Linked DNA regions of Rattus norvegicus: region 1 is linked to region 2. The links are chromatin contacts, called in public Hi-C maps. All regions are on one chromosome and are shown on one strand. The core of a region is the stretch at or near the end of the contact, and the rest is flanking DNA. Distances in the headings are between cores, read along the strand shown.

Region 1 (6,520 bases), core at 1,398-3,897, 110 kb after region 2:
TTTTCCTTGAGAGGCACTAGAGTTACTGTCATTAACATTTGTTTGCTTTGTGCGGGGTGGATGCACTTGTGGAAGGAAAACAAAGACTCTCAGACACTTGTAGGAAATTTGGTTCTCCAACCATGTTTTAGGGATTGGACACAGGTCATCTGGCTTGGTGATAAGCATTTCAGTCACCAAGCCATCTTGCCAGCCCTAATAATAATTAATAATAGGTCTTATTATTACTATTATTGTAGGAAAATATTATTTTGTTATTTATTTAGGGTATCCGCCCCCCCATTTTGTTCGGTTTTTTGAGACAGGGTTTCCCTGTGTAGCCCTGCCTGATCTGGAACTTGCTCTGTAGACCAGGCTGGCCTGCAGTTCACAGAGATCCACCTCCTTTTGCTTCCCATGTGCTGGGACTATATACCACCACTGCCCTGCTCTCTTCTTGTGTTTTGAGGCAGGATCTGTCTACATATTCTGGCTGACCTGAAGCTCTCTATGTAGACCAGACTGGCCTCAAACTCTGTGTTTTTGTTTTTTATTTTGAGACAAAAGTCTAAAGCCAAAAGCTTTGGCTGATTTGAAACTCCATATTTAGACCAGGCTAGCCTCAGACTCATAGACACCTGCCTGCTCCGGCCTCTTAAGTGCTATAGTTTTTTTTTTTTTTTTAAACATTTATTATGTATATGTGTACATTGTAGCTGTCTTCAGATACACCAGAAGAGGGCATCAGATCTCATTACAAATGGTTGTGAGCCACCATGTGGTTGCTGGGATTTGAACTCAGGACCTTTGGAAGAGCAGTCAGTGTTCTTAACCACTGAGCCATCTCTCCAGCCCTTAAGTGCTATAGTTAAAGGTGTGTGTCTTTAGTATTTTGGTTTTTTTTTTAATTTTTTTTCATCTTTATTTACTTTAGTATTTCTTATTTACATTTTGATTGTTATTCCCTTTCCCGGTTTCCGGGCCAACATCCCCCTAACCCCTCCCCCTCCCCTTCTACATTGGTGTTACCCTCCCCATCCTCCCCCCATTACCGCCCTCTCCCCAACAATCACAGTCACTGGGGGTTCAGTCTTGGCAGGACCAAGGGCTTCCCCTTCCACTGGTGCTCTTCCTAGGCTATTCATTGCTACATATGAGGTTGGAGCCCAGGGTCAGTCCGCCTTTAGTGTTTTTTTGTTTTATTGTTTTTTTTTTTTTTTTTTTTTTGAGCTGGGGACCGAACCCAGGGCCTTGCGCTTGCTAGGCAAGCGCTCTACCACTGAGCTAAATCCCCAACCCAGCCTTTAGTGTTTTTTATGATTTTTTTTTATTGTTTAGTTTTTTAAAAGATTTATTTACTTTATATATGTGAGTACACTGTTGCTTCAGACACACCAGAAGAGACCATCAGAACCCATGACAGATGGTTGTGAGCCACCATGTGGTTGCTGGGAATTGAATTCAGGTCCTCTGAAAGAGCAGCCAGTGCTCTTAACCACTAAGCCATCTCTCCAGCCCTTTTTCCGATTTCCTGACTTTTATGTGTTTTGGTGTTTTGCCTGCATGTGTGTCTGTTTATCACATGCATGCACGATGCCCATGGTGGCCAAAAGAAGGCATCATGTTCTCTGGACCTGGGATGTGAGGTTACGGATGACTGTGAACTGCCATGCGGGTCTGAGAATTGACCCCAGGGCCTTTGCAGGAGCAGCAGCCGTGCAGCAGGAGGGCAGTGTTGCTCTCGCTAAGGACTCATGTTCAATTCCCAGCGACTGCACTAGACTATGTAACTCCAGCTCCAGGTGATCTGATGTCCTCTTCTGGCCTCCCTGAGCAATTGCTCTTAGGTGCCTGTGCCCGTACCTAGAATCAAAACTAAAATGAGGGAAAACAGGAAGTGATTTACTCATCATAGCCACATTGGCATGACGAATAAATAAATGATTTATTTTGAGACCGGGTCTCACTATGTAATCCTGGCCAGATTGCAACTCTGTGTACACCACGCTGGTCCTGAGCTCATAGAGATCCCCCTGCCTCTGTCTTCCAAGTGCTGGGATGAAAGGCATGAACCACACATGAAGCTGAGAGGGAAATGTTTTTAGGGCTGGAAAGACAGCTCAGCAGTTAAGAGGACAGTTACTCTTGCAGAGGGCCTGGGTTCAGTCCTCACCTCCAGCCCCAGAGGATCTGGCAACTTCTGATGCTCTGGGTTATCAGGCTACACATATAAACATGCCAGCAAGATACTTGCACAAATGTTTTGTAAAAGGTAAACAGATGTTTCAAAGATGAGGCAGGGGGATTGCCATGAATTCTGTAAATACAGTCTGCCTCTTGGCTCATGAGAGTAAGAGGTTTCTCAGCCTAGGGAGGACAGTGATGGGGCCAGCTGGAAAAACGATGTTTTCTCTTGAATAGACAGTGATCATTGGCTCCTACTTGATCGCGCACGGCTTCTTCAGCGTCTATGGCATGTGCGTGGACACACTGTTCCTCTGTTTCTGTGAGTGACCCCTTTATCTCAGCACACCAGGGGCCCTGACTTCCTTCTCCCCAGAGGACAGGAAATGCCTCCCTCTAATGAAAGCACAAAGCCACCCTCACCCCAGAGTCCCCCAGGGCCAGAGGTGTTCCTTCTAGGCCCACGCATGCCTTCCTGGCCTCCTCACCACACTTCAAGCTAACTGTTCCTCACCCGCCTGTCCAGACATAGCTGGAATATTCTATCCCCTGGGTCTGTGGCTTTGAAATTTCTGGCTTTGTTGGGGACTAGTGCAGGGTTCATGGGTGCCACTAACTCTGGTCTCCACGTGTCTTTTTCTTCCTCCTCCCCTTCCTCCCCCCCATGCCTGCTGGCTTCTTTTCCGTTTTTTCCTCTGCCTCCCTTTTCCAACCCCCTTCTTTCCTGACCACCCTATTTTCCACCCCTGCTGGTTCCTGGGGGGCCCAGGTGAGGACCTTGAGAGGAATGACGGCTCTCAGGAGCGACCCTACTTCATGTCGCCCGAGCTGAAAGACATCCTATTGAAGGGGAGTTCGCAGGCGGGCAAGCAGGAGGAAGTTGAGGAGGAGTAGAGAGTGAGGGAGACTGGCAAGCTGGCCAGTGGGCCTCTGGAGACCGGGTTTGTGCATGTGATGGTGCTTCTTTGACTGGGAACGTGGGGCTCCTGTAGTCCTTCCTCATCCCTTTCTTTTGCAAAACTAGGCAGTCATCCTATCCCGGAGCCGAAAGCCCATCCATCCTCTCACTGGGGCGTTTAGTCGGAGACTCAGCCGCTGAGCCACGCCCCCAGTCTCTTGGAGGGTGGGGGGACTAGGCAGGGGCTCAGCCCCTGAGCCACGCTCTCAGCCCCTCTCTGGGTAATGTTAGGCCGTAGCTGTCCCCAGCCCCTCGCTGGGGGATGCTAGGCAAGTGTTCTGCCACTAAACTAAGCCCTGGCCTTGTTAACTTTGTAGTTTGAGACAATGTCTCACTCGGTTGCCCAGGCTGGCCTTGACCTTAAGGTAGTGAAAGCAGGCCTTGAGGCTGGCGTTGTTCTGTTTCGGCTTCTTAAATACCTTGGGTAACAGACCTTTGCTGCTACGCCCTGTGCTCCTGTGTGTTGCGTTCTAACCCTGAGGCTTCTCTACGGCCCTCTGTTCCCCTGTTCCCCGTCCCCAACCCCCACGCCTTCCTGTCAACTCCCTCTCACATCACGTGCTTTGGGGCTCTGTCCACAGTGGAGGATCTGGAGAGAAACGACGGCTCAGCCGAGAGGCCTTACTTCATGTCTTCCACTCTCAAGAAACTCCTGAATAAAACCAACAAGAAAGTAGCAGAATCCTAAAGATGCCTGCCGCCCAGCCCTCTCAGGACGCTGTGATCCGGTGCTTGCTGTGCAGCTGGGTCCCAGTTCCCAGCTCATCAGACTTGTGTAACGTCACATCACTGCCTCTCTGCCACCCTCCCCGAGTCCCCATTTCCAGGGACCCAGAGGAATTGGGGCATCTCTGTCCTATGCCAAAGGGCACTTGGGAGTTTTCGGTGCAGCCCTGGGAAATGGGACAGAATGGGTCTCTCCAATCCTTGCTGGCTCAGACGGTGCCAATATGGCGAAGCGACTTGAAGTTGAGGATGGGAGATGGCCCGAGGATGTGTGCAGCCAACTTCTTTGTATTTCGGTAACCCTTCTGGCCAAGAGGGGAAGACTGGATGAGACGAGCTCAATGAACACTAGCTCCAAGCTTCCTAGCCAGAATAAAACTGGATCTCCACGACTGGCTGATGTCGCCTAAGGGCCAACAAATAACATGTCTCACTCTTAGTCCTTTGCAGCCTAGACAGACGGTAAGAGGCCCACCTGCTTCTCTTCCACCAGGCTCCATAGCTGAGTGGAGTCACCAAGAGTGCCTTCACATGTAACCCCACCTCCAGCCTGGGGTGGCTGGGGTCACAGGAAGGAGTGTGTACCCAGAACTGGAGGAGTTTTCCAGATAAACATCCATCCGGGAGGAGGGCCCTGTGCAAGGAACGAGAGCGGTGGTGGGGGTTGGGAGTGGCTCTGGAAAACAGGCTTCTGTACTTAGATCCTACAGAGTACCTTTGACTGATGGCTTCCAAACGGAAAACTTGAGGTTGGAAAATGAGTGAAAATAGGGTCTGCCTCCCCACCCCTCTCTCTTCCAGTAATACACACTGCCCTCTTTGTGAGAGGAAAGAAACTGAAGTTCACCCAAGGGATGGTTTCAGGGGATGAGGTGTGGGTGTGTTGTGTATTCCAAGTTAACTAGGCCTATCTGGTTTCTTTCACTTGAAACTAGAGACTCTGTTTGCCAAACTTCTTAATCTTGGGGGCCAGTAGACTGGTTCCTCACTTTACCTATCATATGCTAAGACCCTCCCCTCACCCCACTATGGCTATCCGTGAGATACCAGGATGTTGGAAACCAGAGGCTCCCAGCCTGGAGGCCCAGGCTTTCCTATGCCTGCCTGTGTGCCATCGCGCCCCACCCTTCTCTTGTATGCCCTGCCCTGTGCTTACGTAATTGCATTCCAGCCAGTTAATAAAGTGCCTCTTGTACAGATACTGACCTGGTGTGGTTAATAGGGATGTGGGATGCTGTGGGAGGGAGGGTATCTCAGAGGGAAGGAGAGATAGAAAACAGCCTGGAGTTTACTGCCAAAGCGTGCCCTGCAGCTTCTGTTGGCTCCTGTAGGACCCTAGTGAAAAAAAGCTTCCACTCATTCCTAGGGTCCAGGAACAGCCGCTTGCTTCTCCTCTCCTCCCCTCAGTAACTGCCCTGGACACAGGCGGACCCTGCACCTGCACCAAGCGTCACAGTGGAGGGAAGTGCATATTCCTTTAGTCTATTTTGTAGCTTCTGTGTTTCTGGGTGAGTGTATGCCATGTGGATGCAGTTTTCCATAGAGACCAGCAGCAGGCATTGGAGCCCCTGGGGTTGGACTAGAGGTCATGAGGCCCCTTGTCAAGGCTGGAAATCGACTGGTTCCTTCGAAAGATCAGGATACATTTACTGTTTAAATTGTTTTTATGTTTTTGGGCATTTTGTCTGCATGTATATCTGTGCCCTATGCCTATGCCTCCTTGGTCTCAGAGACCAGAAGTGGGGCTTAGGGTCCTCTGGAATTATAGACAGTTGTGAGCTCCACACGCCCTAGCACACACAAAAAGTTGTTTCTTTTTCTGTTGTTTTTGCTTGTTTTTATTTTTTTTCTTTTTTTCGGAGTTGAGAACTGAACCCAGGGCCTTGCCCTTACTAGGCAAGCGCTCTACCACTGAGCTAAATCCCCAACCCCTTTGCTTATTTTTAAAGCTGCAAACTGAAGTGAGATGGTTCAGCTATTAAGAGGACTGGCTGCTGCTTCCAGAGGACCTGGTTCTATGCCCAGCACCTGAATGGCACCTACACATTCAAAATAGCAGATGATGATGATGATGATGATGATGATGATGATGATGATGATGAAGATGAAGGAGAAGGAGAAGGAGAAGGAGAAGGAGGAGGAGGAGGAAGAAGAAGAGGAGGAGGAAGAGGAGGAAGAAGAAGAAGAGGAGGAAGAAATAGTACAGGGGCTGGGGCTGGAGAAAAGGCTCAAGGGTTTTGTGTGTATTCTGCTCTTATAGAGGACAAGATTGGTTCCCAGCTTCTTCGTCAGCCAAATACAACCTCCTATAACTTCAGCTCCAGGGGCCCTGACATACTGGTCTTCTTGGACACCCACATGCAAACACAGACACAAACACAAATACTTTTATTTTAGTTTTTTTTTTCAAGACAGGTTTCTGTGTGTAGCCCTGAGTGTCCTGGAAATATCACTGTAGATCAGGCTGACCTTGAACTCAGAGATTAGCCTGCCTCTACCTCCTGAATTCTAGGATTAATGGAGTGCACCACCACTGCTTGGCTCAATAATAAGTATTTTTAAAATATTTTTTTCTTTTTTTTTTTTTCGGAGCTGGGGACTGAACCCAGGGCCTTGCGCTTGCTAGGCAAACTACCACTGAGCCAAATCCCCAACCCCTAAAATATTTTTAAT
Region 2 (6,641 bases), core at 2,806-5,305:
GAGTCTTGGTTGCAGGGTCCGCGGCCACAGCAGAGCAGCCTCAGGAGCGCGTGGCGCAGGTCTCGGTTGGTGAAGGTGTAGATGATAGGATTCAGCAGCGAGTTAGCCATGGCTAGACCCAGGAAGGGATCGGCTTGCAGAAGCACAGGACACGCGCGGGCTGGGCACGCGACATCCAGTAATAGCAAGAGAAATAGAGGTCCCCAGCAGGCCACGAAGGCCAGGAGCACCACGCTAAGCGTGCGGAGCAGGGCCAACGACCGTGGCGTGTGCCGGGATCGCGAGGAGGACGTGGCCCTACGGGACCCAGGACCGGCCCGCAGGCGACGCGCGTTGGCCCGCACCTGACAGTAAATCCTTGCATAGAGCGCACAGATGGCAGCCAGGATGCCCAGGAAGGCCAGCACGCAGAAGAGCACATAGGCCTTGGCGTAGAGCGGCAGCACGGTGGAGCAGGCTTCCAGGCGTCCCAAGCAGTTCCAGCCCAGCGCGGGCAGCAGCCCCAGCAGCAGCGACAAGCCCCAGGCGGCCACCGCCATCGCCAGCGTGCGAGCGCGACTGGCGGCAGGCGCGGGTCCACGACGGGCCATGGTAAGGTGGCGCTCTAGAGCAATGGCCAGGAGGCTCAGCACCGACGCTGCGAGCGCCACGAAGACACCCCCTTCGCGCGCAAACCAGAGCGCAGGCGACAGGCGCAATGTGAGCGGCCCGGACAGCAGGATGTTGGTGGCGTAGGCCGCCCCAGCGAGCAGGTCCGACAAGGTAAGACTACCCAGGAGCAGGAACATGGGTGCATGGAAGCGAGGATGGCGGCCCAGCACCAAGAGCACAGCCAGGTTCTCCAGCACGATGAAAGCGCACACAGCCAAGCACACTGCGGCGTCCGCACGCAGGCCGGCACCGGGCTGGTAGCGCGCTCCCCGGAGCTTGCCAGTGTAGTTGTAGTGAAGGACGATGACCTCGCTCACCGGCGCTGGCCGCAGTAGCCCGGACTCCATGGGCTGCCCGCCGCCCGCCGCGGAGATGTCGCAGCTGTATCCTGCCAGATGTCCACGGGAGCACTGTGCAAAAGTCTACGGAGGCAAGGACAGTCAGGATCTAGGAATCCTGAAGAAAAGCCCTGGAAGAGGGTCCCCAAACACTGCGCCCCCTAAGGTCTTGAGAGGGTTTAGGACGGAGGAGAAATGTCTGGATATAGATAGATACTCCACACAGAGACTATCTGGAAGGACCAGCCTATAGTCATGGTGGCTTAGGCCTATAATTCTAGCATTTGGGCAGCAGAGGCAAAGGTTCAGGCGTTCAGAGCCAGCCTCAGCCTGGAGAGATACCTTAACGATTAAGATCTCTTGCCACTATTCCAGAGGACTCGGGTTTAGCTCCCAGGACCCACATCAGACAACTCAAAACCGCCTGCAACTTCAGCACCAAGGGATCAACCCCTCTGCTTGGCATTTGTGCACTGGTCTATATGCGAACTAAAAAATAAAAAACAAAAAAAGTCACTTTAGAAGCAAAAGCACCCCTGGCTGCATAATGAGTTCCAGGCTAGCTAGCTTGGGATAAATGCCCCAAATCAAAAGAACAGCAACACCCCAGCAAGAAGGCTCAGTGCTGTGCCTGCCACCAAGACTGATGGCTTGAGTTTAATCCCCAGGACCTACACGATGGGAGGAGACCTGTGACTCCCAAAAGTTGTTTTCTGACCTACACAGCACACAAAATAAAAGTTAAAGTGTTTGGTTTTTAAAAGGCACCTACCTGTAATCCAGCACTCTAGAAACGGCACAGAGGGTGACTATTGGAAAGTTGGTGGAGGTGTAAGCTGGGCATCTAATGCACATCTGTCCCCCAGCAATTGCCAGATGGGGGGTAGGACTTCAAGATTATCTTTAGCTACATAGTAAGTTTGAGGGCAGCTTGGGCTCCCAGACTCTGGGTCAAGATCAAATAAAACCAAAAGGAACTATTGTAACACAAAAGCAGAGACACATCCAGATGCATACACACCCATAAACAAATGAGAATTCAGAAAATCGCCGCTGTAAAGACAACCACAGATAGGGACACCAAACAGGGAAGGGGGTTCCACACGGACAGGACATGGACACACTGGCCTGGCTGGGGACCTGTAGCTCAGTGGAAGACTAACATGCTCAGGTGACCCTGAACTCCAGCCTCAGCGTTGGCTTCCTCCCCATTCCAAACTGCAGGGGAACATGAGAGTTTATTTCCGCATGAAACATTTCACAGTGACAGAAGCCACCACAGGGGCTCAGCCCTGAGAATGGTCTCACGCCCAGTAGCACAATTTCACAACCTCCACCCACAACCAGCCTGGGGCCCAGTGCCCCATACTGCACATGAGAAATACATAGGCTTTTCCTTGTTTTTGTTTGTTTGTTTGTTTGTTTTTGTTTTTTCAAATGTTGCTGGGTGGTAGCGGTGGGGCACGGCTTTAACTTGGAAGGCAGAGGCAAGTGGATCTCTGTGAGTTCGAGGCCAACCTGGTCTACAAAGTGAGTTCCAGGACAGCTTGGACCACACAGAGAAACCCTGTCTCAAAAAAAAAAAAAAACAAAAACAAAAAAAAACAAAACAAAAAAAAAACAAAAAACAAAACAAAACAAAAAACAAAGCACCAAACACACAACAAAACAAGAACAACAAAAGAAGAAAATGTGTTTCCTCAAAGCACCCGGGAGAATGTTGATCCTGGTCACTCCTTGCACAGAGTCAGAGGTCCTCGGAGACACACATGTCATTAAATCACCTACCCTTTAATCCTCTCAGCAATTCTTCACTTAGTTCCAATTTACAGATAAACAAAAACAGGTTCCTGGCAAGATGGCTCAGTGGGAAAGGGAGTGCCCACTCAAGTCTGGAACCCACACAATATAAAGAGAGAACCCAATCCTCACAGGCTGTCCTCAGACCTCCATGTTCATGGTGTTTGTGGCACACATATATTCACAGTCCCACCCACCCATCCACCACACACACACACACACACACACACACACACACACACACACACACACACAAGTAAATGAGATTTTAAAATAAATTGTTTTTGAGACAGTCTTCATTTGCAGCCCTGCTGACCTGGGTCTATATTGACCAGGCTGACCTGAAAGTTACAGATATTCAACTGTTTCTGCCTCCCAAGTGCTGGGATTAAAGACACACACACATCACCATGCTCTTCATAGAAGTTTTGGACACACTTTAAAAAAAAAAAGCCTCAGGTACCCCAGGCTGGGTACTATGTAGCAGAAAATTATATTGCATTTCTGATCCTCCTGCCTTACCTCCTGAGTTTGGAGGTCACAGGAACATGTCACCACTCAGTTTATCTGGACATAAATCCCTAGGCTTTCTGCATACTAGGCAAGCCTTCTACAAACTGACCCAAATCCTGAGGCCCTCTTAGTCCCATTTTACAGACGAACAGAATGAGGCTCCAGAGAGATGCCTTACATAGAGGTAGACTCACAGATGTCCATCTCTTATACAAAGACGACCCCACAAAAACAATACCACAGTTCCCCGACCCTGCTTCAAAGAAACAGATTTGCCTGGAAGGCAAACGGGGGGGGGGGCGTTCCAGACAGTTTCAGAGTAGCACAGATAGACTTGGAGTACTGAACCACTTTGAATGCAGGAGAGGCATCAAATACAGAGATACAGGTTAAACAGCTTTCTCTGCTCGGTTCACTCAGGAGAGGGTAGATGGGACTTTTATACCAACACCCGCAGTGACCTGACATGCCCGGAAATGAGAATGATACTAGGAAAAGCTTGAAGGAGCCCAGTCAGGCTAAGCTGGAGGGTTCCTGGGGGCCCCACTCCCTTCAGGCAGGGGCCTGCGATTACCCCTGGAGTTTTCTGTTTTCTCTGCTGGGGAGGTTCCATAAAGGATCTAGAAACCCCAGCAAGGAGCGCTGTGCCTTTTCAGCTCTGCAGTCGCTCCAAGGAGCCGTCCCACTTGCCGCAAGTTCCCCTAGTGCTGGACACTCACCCTTGCGCCTAGGTCCGGTCGTGCGCCCTAGGCGGTGCGCCTGGGAACACTGGACGGATGCAACGGGGGCGGGGCTGGAAGTGGCAGGTCTAAGGGCGGGCCCGCGACGCCGAGTGCTGGCGAACGCCCGCAATTGCCCCCTCCTTCTTCCAGCCCCGGATTGCCAGCCTGTGCCACCCGCCGCGGCACCGGAGAGCGCCTCAGCGGCGACTGGTACCAACAAGTCCTAGCTTCTCCCTCGGATCCCCTCCCCGGGACACTCGAGGTGGGAGGGCTCAGAATCGCAGGAAAGAGAGGGCTTTTCTAGATGAACCACTCTCCTACTCCAGATAAGGGGTCCTGTCTGTCTCCTGCTGTCTGGACCCCTGAGCCTGCATCCCAAAGACACCTTAAGGGCTCAGTACCTGGGCTCAATTTACGAGATACTTTTTTTTTTTTTTTTTTTGGTTCTTTTTTTTCGGAGCTGGGGACCGAACCCAGGGCCTTGCGCTTCCTAGGCAAGCGCTCTACCACTGAGCTAAATCCCCAACCCCACGAGTTACTTTTAATTGGCGCTGCTGCTGGAGTCTTCTGGTCCTCACCAGGTGGGGACAGGTCTCCTCTGCTCCGCAGCACGGGGGCCCTTCCCCACTTTCCGTTCATTCTGCTAGGCAAGAGGGGGAAGGGGCGGGTACAAGAGGGATAGTGGAGGTGGAGGGAACTTCCCGGTCCCCAAATAAGTAGGATCTGATTCCTCCCGCCCTATGGCTTCTCTGTCTCCACCCCACTTCTTTCAACCTTTAGGATCTAAACCATGAAATTTAACACTTGTGTTTCTGGCGTCAGGGATTTGAGGCTGTCTTGGGCACAGATTATGGCCAATAAACACTTCTGAATGAGTAAGGTAATAAATGATAAATGGATGTCTGCTATATCTCTGTCCCCTGGGTCTCTTTAAATTTTCTTTCGTTCCTTCTTTCTTTCTTTCCTTCCTTCCTTTCTTCTTCCTCCTCCTCCTCTTCCCCCTCTTCCCCCTCCTCCCCTCCTCCTCCCCCTCCTCCCCTCCCCCCCCTTCTTTTTGGAGACAGGATTTCTCTGTGTAGTCCTGGTTGTCCTGGAACTCGCGCTGTAGCTGGCCTCAGATCTGCCTGCCTTTTCCTCCTGAATGCTGGAATTAAAGGCGTGCACCACCATTCCTAGCTTTAATTTTTTCTTAAAATTACGCTTATTTATGTATCTGTGTATGTGCATGCGTGTGTGTACTATGTCATGTATATGGAGATCAGAGGACAACTTGTCAAAGTTGGTCCCCCCCCCCATGTGGGTCCCCAGGACTAACTCAGGTCACGAGTGTGCTTTATGCAGTGATCCATCTTTGTGGCTCCTCTCAGAGCCTCGTGGTTTCTCCCTGTCTCTTTGAGTGTGTCTCTCTTCCATGCTGTCTGTGTCACTCTCCTACCCCTCTCCCAGGCCACTCCTCCAGCAGGTCAGTCTCAGCTAGCACTACCCGCCCTCCTCCCTTATCTGCCCCTTTAATTCCCAAGAGATTCCTGCCAGGGTCCAGCTCTTCCAACCTCAGACCTGTGCCCACAGTCTGGTTTCTGGTGACTGTTTTAATGATCTTCCTGGGGGCTGTACCCTTTGCCCAGGGTCACTCCAGCCCCATCTGGCCAGCTGTGGGGGGCGGGGTGAGAGGCGAGTACATATTAGAAATCATAGGAAGTGACTCTAGCGTTGTTGCCCGTGGGAGGAATCACGAAATGTCCCAGGCTAGATCACACCTCCGTTGAACCTCTTGGGAGAGCTCTCTCAAGTAGACCCCTATGGGATCCCCATGGCTCGAGACCCAGTTGTTCCAGTGGGCAGAACCGCTCCTACCAGTTTGAACCAATCAAAACCACGCACCTGACAGCATGGCCAATGGGATGTATGGGTCGGGCCTTAAGTGCTTGGTTCATCACAACTCCAGAGACCGGGCATATATATTTGGGGGGAAGGGAATTGTGCCTGGAAAACGAGTCTCGGGGCCTCTCCTGGTAACCAGTAGGAGCTTGACAAATGGTCTTCTGTATCAAAGGGGAAGCAGTGTGGGAGGTGGCTGCTTCACACCTCCCAGGCGACAATATCACCTCCTGTGAGCCCTGCCAGGCACAGTGGGACTCTTCCGGCACGCTGGGGGCCATAGGTCCCAGGCCCAGCTGCCTACACTCCTGCAGACACCTTTCTTTCTTTCCCATAGACTAGGACACCGGGACTTAGGCTGCAGCGACCTGGACAGATGTCAGGAGATACACTGACCATCCGTGCTTCTGTCTCTAATTTTCACTTCACAGCTGGAACCAACACTTGTTGCTGCTGGGATTGGTCTCTGTTCTGCTCCAAAACCAGCCGGGTTCCCTATGTCTTTTAGGCTAAGTAGCCCACCCAGCCCCATGTCTTGATATCTTATACACCCTAACCCTCTCAGTCCCAGCCCTACTGGCCTCCTTATTCTTCAGAGATGCCTAAAACCTTTGTGCCTGGGCCAATGAGATAGCTCAGCTGGTAACACTGTTTGCTGTGGGTCTGCCAGATGGCTCAGCCAGCTACCAAGCCTGACGACCGGATTGAACCAATTCCAATTCCAGAGAGTTGTCCTCTG

The links. Hi-C and Micro-C count contacts between places; a contact is called where the count stands out from the background.
Region 1: a contact with region 2 is called in a Hi-C map of Schwann cells, with 6 times the contacts expected there. The contact joins the enhancer-like site here to the promoter of S1pr5 in region 2. A contact is called at or near these places in 6 of 12 Hi-C or Micro-C datasets (Schwann cells, hepatocytes, kidney and 2 more).

Annotation. Positions count from the first base shown.
Region 1 is chr8:28,176,449-28,182,968 of GRCr8, forward strand. It overlaps Slc44a2 (solute carrier family 44 member 2), which reads left to right. Exons shown (of 22, transcript NM_001134715.1): 21 at 2,401-2,485; 22 at 3,703-5,048. The coding sequence ends at 3,809. Among named protein-coding and RNA genes, the nearest start is that of Slc44a2, 15 kb to the left of the region's middle. Within about 2 kb of position 2,648, at least 8 of the 93 cell types and tissues checked have an H3K27ac peak or open chromatin away from gene starts, as enhancers often do. A contact at or near this core is called in Schwann cells and liver, where this site is marked.
Region 2 is chr8:28,063,814-28,070,454 of GRCr8, forward strand. It overlaps S1pr5 (sphingosine-1-phosphate receptor 5), which reads right to left and starts at 4,056. Exons shown (of 3, transcript NM_021775.2): 1 at 4,022-4,056; 2 at 1,332-1,478; 3 at 1-1,073. The coding sequence starts at 998.